Regions from separate parts of the Danio rerio genome. Here region 2 is linked to region 1. Evidence: chromatin contacts called from public HiChIP or PLAC-seq data. All regions are on one chromosome and are shown on one strand. Each heading gives the region's core, a stretch centred on a gene start, on an enhancer-like site or on the middle of the called end of the contact. The rest is flanking DNA. Distances are from core to core; before and after follow the strand shown.

Evidence for each region. HiChIP or PLAC-seq counts read pairs in DNA pulled down with a chosen protein or histone mark.
Region 2: a contact with region 1 is called in an H3K4me3 HiChIP or PLAC-seq map of embryo, with 5 times the contacts expected there. The contact joins the promoter of id2a here to the promoter of eif2s1a in region 1. A contact is called at or near these places in 4 of 18 Hi-C or Micro-C datasets (caudal fin, embryo and hematopoietic stem cells) and 1 of 4 datasets of contacts at active chromatin or transcription factors (embryo).

What each region holds. Positions count from the first base shown.
Region 1 is chr17:35,952,150-35,954,849 of GRCz12tu, reverse strand. It overlaps eif2s1a (eukaryotic translation initiation factor 2, subunit 1 alpha a), which reads right to left and starts at 1,424. Exons shown (of 7, transcript NM_199569.1): 1 at 1,267-1,424.
Region 2 is chr17:36,530,871-36,533,570 of GRCz12tu, reverse strand. It overlaps id2a (inhibitor of DNA binding 2a), which reads right to left and starts at 1,268. Exons shown (of 3, transcript NM_201291.1): 1 at 845-1,268; 2 at 425-485; 3 at 1-117. The coding sequence starts at 1,201. The coding sequence ends at 429.

The DNA.
Region 1 (2,700 bases), core at 175-2,674:
GGGGAGGTGTAGGCGACTGTCCATTATGTGGCGGACCTGGTACAGTACATCATTAAGCTGCAGGCTGCAGCAAGGACTCAAAAATGCTCTGAGAAAGGACTTTGAGGATGCAATTGAGTCTCTGGACCTGCCGCTTCACCCTACTTGAAACATCGGTGCAGGAGTTGAGGCAAGTTGGAGCTAAAAATTGCAGGACACAAGCCCTACAGGGCAGAATTTGGACACACTCAGAGGTACAGTAAAGAAAGCTTCTAAAAACAAGGTGAGACACTCAAGGTAAAAACTGTTATTTTCAGGACAATTTTGTTTAGTTTATTGGTAAGAGAACATTAAAATTCATGTTTAATAGTTAGTCATGCCACTCTTCATAAATTTTTTTCTGTGGATTTGAATTATTGTACATATGTAACAATATGTCTTATCAAAAAGAGTTATAAATCTTTACTTCAGCAGCACTTGCACACACAAACTTCAGTGGTTTTCTTAAAGATTTAACAGATTTTATCCCATATCATTTGTCTCATTATTATTAAATGTTTATTCTACTAAATGTTGTGAAAATTTTATTTTTATTTTTTTGTTTTTAAATCTTGTGCAAATACATTTCTATGACTGCAGTATTTTCTGAATCACTGAGTGACAGATACCCAAAATCCCCTCTCTGAAAATATGAAGAGTTTAGATGCACACACCACTAAAAGCAACTTGGTATTTTCTTCTAAAATGAGAATTTTAGTTTTATTTTAATTAACATTTATAGTGACGAATAAGTTATTTTCATTGCCTTTCAAGTGAAATAATTGAACATAAACAGGAAGCTGAGAAAAATGCTCTTTGTAGGAGAACATTTCAGATGGCATTTAGAGGTTTTTGCAACTGAATTCTTCATGTTACCGTCAAAACATTAAACAATTTTGAACCTGACTTGATATATCTTAAGATATAAATATAAATATATATATATATATATATATATATATATATATATATATATATATATATATATATATATATATATAGTGGCAGTTTAATTAAATAACGCATTATTTGATATGTTCAATTCTTGATGTAATCAATCAACTATTTTAAAAAAATTTAGTTTTTTACCGAATTCATCTGTAGTTTCTTGCCTTACTATGAAAAAACCTGGGCAAAATGCTAAGGCATAACCATTTAGCAAATGTAAACAATAAATGAATGCTAAATTGATTGAGAAAAATTCACCACAAATCGCACCTTCAACCCATGTACACCTCTTTTACTCACCGATATGCAGGACAAATGTGCTAGTACTGTCGTTCAACAATTGTCCTTAACTTGATAATTAAAAACCACAAGCGCATCTGTGGAAAATAAAAGTAACCGGGGAAAACTTGGCGTTGTCTCTGATGTCTATTTCCTCAGCATGTTGAACATCAGCCGGAAAAGGAAGTCTTTTTTTGTTCGTGCTTTGTTGAGATTATGGTTCAGATGCTTTCCTGCGCCATCTAGTGACTCGGAGTGCACCTGCAAATGAAAACACAAATCTGGAGTGGCTGTGGATTAATTCAACACGCCGGTATCCTTACTTGTGTAAGGATTTCATTTCTGGTGAACTTTTTGCCACTCAGATGTTTTTAACAATAAAGAGCTAGATGATATTTCTGAGTTATATAACTGGTGAATACCACATTTACAAATCAACATATCCTGAAAAATTCCACAACAGAATAATGCTTAATAATAATAGTAATCACAATAATAATGTAACCTTTCTGTGCGTTTAAAGTTTGTATTTGTTGTTGTTAATTGTATACCTTAATAAATAAATAAATAAATAAATAAATAATAGGCGACATGGTGGCTTAGTGATTGGCATGGATCTGGCTGGATCTGTCCAAAGACATGTTGTTAAGGTGAAGTGTGTATGGATGTTTCCCAGTACTAATGTAATCATTCTGTATGTTTTAAGTTTGTAATTACTGTTGATATTAATAGATTAATTAATATTAATAATGTAATTCTTCAGTGTGTTTTAAGTTTGTAATCCTTGTTGTTACATCTTACTATATTAACCCCTTCAGACCCTGCATCTATTACAATGGACATCACACAACATCCCATTTTTTCTGAAATTTGGAACATAATTCAGGTCTGAAGGGGTTATTAATATTACTAATAATTTAATCCTGTTTTAAGTTTGTAATTATTGTTTATTTATATTGATAAACGAATTAATAATAATAATAATAATAATAATAATAATAATAATGCTATAATACTGTATTACTGTAGTAATACCTTTCACGTTTTAGGTTTGTAATTGTAGTTGTTAATATATATGAATGAATTATTTATAATAATAATATTAATAATAATAATTATTATAATGATAATAGTAATAATACTGTAATCGTCCTGTGATTTAAGGGTATAATTGTTATTGTTATTAAATCTTAATAAATAAATGGTTATTAATATGATTAATAATAATAATAATAATAATACTGTAATCCTTCTGTTTCAAGTTTGTAATTGTTGGTTATTATATCTTAATAAATAATTATTAATAACAATTATAGCAATAATACCGTAATCCTTCCATGTTGCTTTTGTTAATGTATATTAATAAGTAAATGATTAATAATAATATAATATCAACAATAATATTAATAATAATAGTAATAATGCTGTAATCCTTCCGTGCTTTAAGTTTGTAAT
Region 2 (2,700 bases), core at 19-2,518, 580 kb before region 1:
GTCTCTTGATTCAATTACAGGAAAGAAAAGAAGAAAAAAAAACTCCAGACTGAGAACAGAAATCAGAGGAAAAGCCAGTTCCCAGGTCCTGTGTGTTCTTGTGTCTTAACCAAACACCTGCAAAAGATTGAGAAAGAGGCGCATTTAGAGAATGCAAACAGGGCAGAGATCCGGACAGCCTGGCGCCAGAGAGGAAGCCGCAGTTTGAACATTTAACCAAACACTCAGAGACTGAGCGAAAAAACCCTGGGCTCCAGATGTACACCAGTACACAACTTCTGCCTTCGCTTTTGCAAAGTCAACACACTTTCTGCAACTTCACACATGCACACTGCTCCTCAACTAAACCCTCTGCATCAAATACTTGTCATTTAATAGAAAAATTAAAAACACATAAAAACATTGTATTTTCAAGAAAACTTACCTGATTAACGGTAAAGTGTCCTGCTGTCCTCTGTGATCAAGTCTGATGGAAACTCAGGTGTCTAGAAAAACAAAACAGCCTTGTTATTAGAGGTCAATAAGCATGCAACACGATAGATAGATAGATAGATAGATAGATAGATAGATAGATAGATAGATAGATAGATAGATAGATAGATAGATAGATAGATAGATAGATAGATAGATAGATAGATAGATAGATAGATAGATAGATAGATAGATAGATAGATAGATAGATAGATAGATAGATAGATAGATAGATAGATAGATAGATAGATAGATAGATAGATAGATAGATAGATAGATAGATAGATAGATAGATAGATAGATAGATAGATAGATAGATAGATAGATAGATAGATAGATAGATAGATAGATAATTGAGTAGGCGGTGATTCACCTGTAGTGAGAGGATGCTGATGTCTGTGTTGAGTGTTGTCAGGGGTGTTCTGGATGTCCCCTGCCCCGCTCGCGGGTGATGCAGGCTGGTTATCGCCGAATTGGAGTCGAGCGCGATCTGCAGGTCCAGAATATAGTCGATGACATGCTGGAGGATTTCCATTTTGCTCACGTTTTTGTTCTGCGGGATGCTCGGCACCAGTTCCTTCAGTTTGGAGTAGCAGTCGTTCATGTTGTAGAGCAGGCTGAGAGGATCGTCCACGGGGGTCTTGCTCCGCGAGATTCCCAGACTGTGCTCCGTCGTCGTTACACTCGCGCTACTTTTCCGGAAGGACCTCACTGGGCTTATTGCCTTCATGTTGACAGCAGGATTTCGTTGAAAAGACTCGCCTTTTTGTGTTCGAGATTCCCTGTTCGCGCTGGGCTGTTGAAGCAAACGCAGTGGATTAGCGAGCTGTCATCGCTGTATATATACCCAGCTGGGTGGGTTTGTTCACTCGCTGGTTTGCGACGTGCTGATTGGTGGAGAAGGCCGAGTCACTCATCGCCTTCGCGTTACGCTATTGGCTGCTGGGCCGAGCGACAAAGATCCGCCCATTTCTTCCGCGTTCTTGACCAGTGAAAGCGCGTGTTTAGGGTGGCGCTGACTGCCTTCAGCTTCCACGGATAATTTCTCAAATCAGTGTACCTGTTTCCGATCAGGAGAATTAGTGAGTTGCAAGTATAAGGTTGTTTTCACGCATTTGTTTGTAGTGTAATTGTCATAACGTGCCAAAACGTTAGCTTTAGGATTATTTATATTGAATTTCCAGAACACTCAACATACAATATGCTACATACTAAGTATGTAAAACGAAAACGGATTGTTGCATTTATGTATTAGCAATATTATGCAGCGTATGATTCATACAATCTGCGGTTAACATTAAACCAACCGAACATAATGTATTCGACATGTTTCAGTTCAAATAGTCTTGTATTTCCTCGTGTAAACTCTGTGTTAAAGATTTCAACTTTTACCTTCAGGTCAGTGGCATTATTTTGGCAAAGTGCCATGATTTTAGATAAAGATGCCCAGCGGTTTTTACACCAAGTCACTTGACCTTATAGTTCCAGCGATTCTGTATTTTGTCTTTAATATATTCTATATTTATTCATTAATTTAGAACACAGAAAACATGTCAAATTAAGATGAGTGGCGTTTCTTTATTGCGTTTACGATGCAAATCAAAATGATGCACCAGCAGTTGAAGTTTGTGCTTTCTGTCGTTGATAGCGTGCCCTTAATGTTTATGTTTGTTTACACACATCATGACTGTGGGGGAACATGAGAGCAGTCTTTATGGCCTGTGATGAGGATCGTTTTGAGATGTAATAGTGATGACGAGTTCCCCCTGCTCTCTAGTGCAGGCATGCTTGCAGCATATTGATAGTCATGAAAATACTTGACTGAGAAAACAATTCTGTCCTAAAACTGCTGCTGAAGTGAAAACGCATTCTTAAGACCGTGAAGAATATGTCACCCTGCTACAGATTATATTTCCATGTTTTAGAAACCCACAGTGAGTTCAGAAAGCGATAGTGGTGACAAAAACGCTCTTTGTTTACACATGCTAAGTAACAATGGAGACGGAGAGATTTCCTGGTTGCTTGTGCATATCCGACTAAACAGATGTTTGCGGAGATGCGTCGGAATGCAGTCGTGTTGATGTATCGGAATGCACCTCATTATCACTCCTCAAAAAACGATTTTCACGACAAAGCATTTTGTACGCTTTTACATTTCTTATTCTGTTTTTTTTTAAACCTCTGCTACAACAACGAACCATTATTTCCGCGCGCGCGACACTTACAAAC